2 separate regions of the Sus scrofa genome follow, and region 2 is linked to region 1. A link is a contact called in public Hi-C data. All regions are on one chromosome and are shown on one strand. Each heading gives the region's core, a stretch centred on a gene start, on an enhancer-like site or on the middle of the called end of the contact. The rest is flanking DNA. Distances are from core to core; before and after follow the strand shown.

Region 1 (3,082 bases), core at 329-2,828:
TGGCTGCCTAAGACTCCTGTCACAGTCCTGCTTCACTCTGCAAAATATGTCTTACTCTCAAATTAACGTTTCTCTTCTCAGGAGATAAAATATGTACCTTTCCTAAATCCTTCAAGACTCACTTTAGGCAGAGGTTTTACCTTTGGGAAGTCCTGGAGTTCTCTGGAATTCTGATGAACTGTCTGGACTCATTCCCCAAAAATCAGCATACTCATGAAATCTTGCATGAAATTTTAAGGGGTTCACAGACCCTCTTAGAATCACTGTTTAAGAATCCCTGACCTGGAGTTCCCACTGTGGCGCAGTGGGTTAAGAACCTCACTGCAGGGGTTTGGATCGCTGTGAAGTTCTATCCCGGGTGGGAGCAGTTGGTTCAAGGATCTGGTGTTGCCACAGCACAGGTCAGCTACTGCTGGGATTCAATCCCTGGCCCATGGAACTTCCATGTGCTGCGGGTGTGACCATTAAAAACAAACAAACAGCCTTGACCTACTCAAAATTACATCTGGCACAGAGTAGATGCTCAGTCATTTGCTGAATTACTGAAGGAATCAATTTGTATCCTAAGAGGAAAAGGGAAGCAACCACGATGAACTGGATACAAATTATCTTTTCACATCAGCACCAGAGAAGTACAGTTCCAGAAATGTGAAGACCAGAAAAAATAAGAGTCATACAGTAAAGTCAAGATTTTAATCCATGTCTATCTAAGGTGGTCTCTTTGTGCAGGTCAATCCTTCAATACTTCTCTTAAGTGACTGTCATTCATATGATTCTCAAAGTTCTACAAAAGGGCAAAGTAAAGCTTCTCTAAACTCCTCCAAGGAGAACTGAAATAACTTGAAATCATATTCTCTGGAATTGTGATAGGCCTCCTAGTTAGGGCTCCAGAATTGCAAAAATGCAAACCCCACAATACAAAGCAAGCCTTTCAACTACAATCACGTTTGCATAAAGCCTCATGGTTCACAAAAACCGGATTGGGTGCTACAATCCTGTCTCACAGGTTAAGAAAGAGACATGAAAGCGTGGCCTAATAAGTAGCAAGGTGGAACACTTCGCCCGAATTTCTTGTTTTAGCACTTCCCCAGATCGGACGAGGGAGACTTCCCCTTCCCATGAGTTTACTCGATGACAGCGAGCGAGAGGCCAGGAAGAAGCCAGCAAAAGAAGCAAAGTCCTCTCGCTGCAGACCCGCGAGTGGGGCAGAATCCCGGCAGCGGGAAGGCCAGGTTCCCAGGCCCCATTCCACCCCTGCTCCCTTCCTCGGATCCGCTTGGATGCTCCCCATCCGGACCCCATCCCTTCAAATGACCTGGCCAGTCCTTTTCCTTCCCGCCCCGCCCCCAACCTCCCAGGCAGAACTTGCACCCCGCAGCTCACCGTGGTCGGGTACCGCTCCCTCTGCCACGCCTGTCAAAGATCGGCAAACATCCGGCTCCGAGGTGGAACGGGAACCGCCCCCTCCCTGTCTCTTCACTCCCAACCACTTCCGCCACACCTCCAACCCACTTCCGACCCGCTGCCCGGTCCAAACATGGCCTTTCCAGGATCCCCGCCCACTTCCTGTACGTGCTGCTCACGTGCCTCCTTGGCTGCGGTGGAGTAGAACCGTCCGATTCGTCCCTCCCAAAAGGAGGCCCTGGAACAGTTAGTTCCGATGTTCCGGGTACTCGAATCTCTGGTGGACCTCCGGAATCCTTAGCTCGTATTCTTCTCGGACAGAGATTCGCCTCACCAGAATTCCCAAACTCCTGGTCTTGTGCACCAGTTAAGGCTGACTCTTACGATTCGTTCCCGAGAGGAAATTTGGGTGTCAATGACTGTTTCCGGGAGGAGCCTAGAAGGTGACACTCACTTCCGGCGGAGGGAGGCTTTTCGATCCGGGATGGAGGAGGCGGAGGAGCTTCTCTCGGCGAAGGGAAGACTGCAGTTCGGTGAGCGGCCTGCGGTGTCTCCGACCCTCGGCTCAGATATTCCTGACGTTCTCTGGTCAACTCTTATCCCCCGACCCTTTTCCTCCCGAGCCTGGCATCCTCCTCCGGTGCCCTCAAAATCTCGGGGGCTTCTTTTAAGAGCCCTCGAAGTCCCTCAGGTCTTTTCGGGGCCCCTTAGAGTCTTTATATATCTCTCAGACTCTTGAGGCCTAGCTGGACCTAGGGTTTTCTCCCTCATCTTTCCCCACCCCACTACCTCTTGGGCGGCTTCCTCACTTCTTCACTGTCTTCCTCTCTCGCTGCAGTCCCCGGCCCACGCCTGGACCCGGACTCAGGATGGAGCCCTTCCGGAGAAGGCTGTGCACAGGGACCCAAAGATTTCCCAGCCAGACCGACCCGAGCCATCCTCGCTCTAAAGAGCCTCCCCCGGGGCTTGGCCCTAGGTCCCTCACTGACCGAGGAACAGCGCTTGGGGGTCTGGTGTGTCGGGGAACCCTTGCAGCCGGGACTGCTCTGGGGACCACTGGAAGAGGAGTCTGTCTCTAAGCAGAAGGGTGATGCAGCGGAAAGAGAGCAAAAAGAGGTATTAAGGGATCGGGCATCTCCCTTCCATGATTGAAAATTTAGTTCAGACATTTCTTGTTAGAAGATGCAGAGTATTTAAAGGGATAGGAGATGGTTTGGCCCCCTTCTGTCCAGGACTGTCTTTTCTCCTTCCTTGCAGTAATTAAGAGGTGCAAAAAATTGTTAAAAGCTGAATTAGTAGAGTGTTAGCAGTTACAAAAGTCAAGAACAAAGGTTTTGGGAATTAAAAAGCCCCTGGGATCAAATCTCAGCTTTGTCACTTAGCTGGTCAGATGGCATGTAAAATAAAGGAATGGCTCTTTATTTTAATCCTCCAGGATTATTTGGAGGGAAAGGTGAAACAGCACAGGTAAAAGATTTCATTGCATAACTCCTGAAAAAATTTTAAATTTGAGGTACCTCTTACTTCTGTTTGGTACTCATTGAAAGGAAGTAATATGTTCAATTCAGTAATTTTTCACACTTTGGGAGGGAGGTGTGGGGACAATTTTTTTTTTTTTGGCCTTTACTGAAGGAAAATTCAGACAGTGCAGTCTACAGAGAGGCAGAACCAGAGACCA
Region 2 (3,082 bases), core at 191-2,690, 100 kb before region 1:
ACAAATTACACAAATTAGAATCACAACACCGAATCCAATGAAAATAAAATGACTGTGAACATTTAGTCCCCAAAGTTTCCAAGCTGGGAGAGAGAAGGAAAACATAACGGAGTTCCCAGAGTGCTAACTTTCAGTTTAAATATCTGAATGATTTCTACACGAAGCTTTTTCACTCTAGTAACTAAGCCACTAATCGAATACAACAAAACTGGTCCAAAAGAGACTCCTTGAGTTTCATTTGGATTCTTCCTAGAAAGCAGTCTCTCAAGACAAATATCTGACTTCAAAACATTGACCATCCTCTGTAGGACATTAACTACCTAACACCATAGGTTAAAGACTTCCACCGAAAAACAGGCTGAAGGGAAAGAGGAGAAAAAAGTATCAACTGGAAAGCAAATCAAACAGCAAACAAAATTTCCTATCAAGAAAACAAAGTAACTGTCTCGCTAAAATGATACAGACTTTGAAAAGCAAAGCCAGACAAAAGATCGCGTGGTCCCTTTACTTCTTAAGTCTCCGGTGACAAAATCTATATTCCTAGGAAGAAGCGATCACGACAAGCCAACGACAAATCACTATGTGCATAAAATGACTGGTAAAGAGGGGGTGGGGGGGAGTAAACTGGTAAACGACCAAAAATGACTTATGGTGCATTTAAAGATCTGTCAGGGATATGAGAAAAAGTCACGTCCCAGCTTAGCCTCAGTTTCCCTACCCAAAAAAGTCAAGAATATGACACTTCGCTCAGAGGAGCCATAGGGCCCTGTTCCACAAACCTCCACCTATTCAAGGGTCCCTTCAAAGGGGACTCAGACTCAGAGGGTGTCCCCAGTGCAACTGAGTCATGACACCCGAAGCCTTTGGGGGGTGAAAGGAAAGAAAAGAAGGAGGGTCAAAGCGCGTAAAGCTCTATCCGTTCCTGGAAAGCAATTTCCCCATACACTGGGGGTGCCAACACTCGCCCCAGACCCAACATGCCCTCCTACCGAACCACACCGGGCAGCCCAAGCATCTCTCCGTCCTTCCGGCTTCTTCCTCGGTTCCCTGTCGCCTCTCCGACCGCGCCCCCGAACGCGGCCGGGTAGCTCCTCCTCTGGCCGTGTCTCCGCGGCCGACCCACCCTCCCACCCGCCGGCGCCAAGGTCTTCTCAACCCGGCGGCGGTAGGATGCCGGGCTGGGCCTCCCAGGCTCCTCCCGGGCCTACCTGCAAGGCCGGCGGGGGCTCGGTCTGCAGCCCAGCGGATGGACTGAACCACAGATAGAAGAAGCAGCTGGAAGGAAGCAAGGGGTCCGCTCTACCGACCAGCGGGAGAAAGCAGTCTGAGCGCGGGGCCTTGCGGATAAGTCAGCCCTGGACCCGGCGACGCCGCCGCTCGGGAGACATCAAGCAAGAAGACGGCGCAAAAGATCACCGAATACACGAACGCCCCAGACATCAAAGGAGGAGCGCCCAAGCAATCGTTCAAGGAACTCGAGTCGAGCGCCGAAAAACAGCTTGCTCCCACTCAAGGTCCGGCTTATGTCCAAGGCATAAACAAACAAACCCAGATCATAAACAATGGAGTAAAGTAGTCTGGGCTTCTGCCATTTTCTGTCTCGGCTGCCGGCTAAATTGTTTAGAGAACCGGAGTTTTTCTTGAGCGTGTTGACGATTAAGTCAGAGTATAATAACACTTGCTATCTAACTATGTTATGGACCACCTACACTATTTATCCCAACTCAGCAAATTTGACCTTAGTTTCCTCATGGAACAGTGAGATGAATTAGATAGATATAATAGAGGCATAGAGAGAATGAGAGAATCCAGGCTGAGGAACGAAATGAATAGTCTCTCTTGACGCTCCAATTTAACGGCCATAAGCACAGCAGAGAGAAGCTGGGAAAATTCAGTGTTAAGTTTGAACTTAAGGCCAGAAAAAAATATATATTGCTTTTTTATTATATTCCAAAGACCTAGGACCACAGGTGTGCTTCTTACACAATAACTGAAAGTCTCTTTGGATTCCGAAACTAATAAAGTGTGTTGACATTTTTATCATCATGAAAACTTTCCAAAGTCTCTTAGTAGACAGTAACATATGGTCAGCACAAATATGGATTGAAATCTTCATCCCAGGCACAATTTAATAAATCATATAGATCACTACATATGGATTACCAACTATAATAGTTTACCTTACCTCTTAAGGAGAGAGGAGACTGGGAGAGAAAGATGTAAAACAAAAACAAGGAGTTCCCATTTGTGGCTCAGTGGTAACAAACACAGCTAGTATCTATGAGGATGTGGGTTCGATCCCTGGCCTTGCTCAGTGGGTTAAGGATCTGGCATTGCCATGAGCTGTGGTGTAGGCTGCAGATGAGGCTCGAATCTGGCAATGCTGTGGCTGTGGTGTAGGCTGGCAGCTGCAACTCCAATTCAGCTCCTAGCCTGGGAACTTCTCTATGCCACTAGTTCGACCCTTAAAAAAAAAAAAATCCTGTGATTTCCCTTATGGTGCAGCAGATTAAAAATCCACTGTCGGAGTTCCCACCATGGCTCAGTTGTTAACAAATCCAACTAGGAACCATGAGGTTGTGAGTTCGATCCCTGGCCTCACACAGTGGGTTAAGGGTCCGGCATTGCCGTGAGCTGTGGTAGAGGTCGCAGATGTGGCTCGGATCCTACATTGCTGTGGCTGTGGTGTAGGCTGGCGGCTACAGCTCCAACTGGACCCCTAGCCTGGAAACCTCCATATGCTGTGGGTGTGGCCCTAGAAAAGACGGAAAAAAAAAAAAGAATCCACTGTCCCTGAAGCAGCTTAGGTTGCTGCTATGGCATGGGCTTGATCCCTGCCTGGGAACTTCTACGTGCCAAAGGCAGAGCCAAAAAAAAAAAAAAAAAAAAAAAAAAAACCTTTAAATCAATGAAAATATTAGGAGACAACCTAGATGGATAGATAGAAAGGGAGATTGAGAGATAAAGACCAGCATCCATAATATGAGGACAAAACAAACACTGGGCTGTGTCCTCTATCACTATTACAGAACTTTTCAAATGAGTAAACATTGTAGCAACACTTATAAAAAGAAAGAATTTA

The links. Hi-C and Micro-C count contacts between places; a contact is called where the count stands out from the background.
Region 2: a Hi-C map of liver shows a contact between it and region 1, with 5 times the contacts expected there. The contact joins the promoter of AMBRA1 here to the promoter of ZNF408 in region 1. A contact is called at or near these places in 2 of 5 promoter capture datasets (fetal liver and liver), 6 of 47 Hi-C or Micro-C datasets (fetal heart ventricle, heart right ventricle, liver and 2 more) and 2 of 2 datasets of contacts at active chromatin or transcription factors (alveolar macrophages and skeletal muscle).

Annotation. Positions count from the first base shown.
Region 1 is chr2:15,833,045-15,836,126 of Sscrofa11.1, reverse strand. It overlaps ZNF408 (zinc finger protein 408), which reads left to right and starts at 1,578. Exons shown (of 5, transcript XM_003122824.6): 1 at 1,578-1,937; 2 at 2,243-2,520. The coding sequence starts at 1,820. ARHGAP1 (rho GTPase-activating protein 1) reads right to left here and starts at 1,842. Exons shown (of 13, transcript XM_003122825.5): 1 at 1,384-1,842.
Region 2 is chr2:15,933,712-15,936,793 of Sscrofa11.1, reverse strand. AMBRA1 (activating molecule in BECN1-regulated autophagy protein 1) reads right to left here and starts at 1,440. Exons shown (of 17, transcript XM_021085245.1): 1 at 1,209-1,440.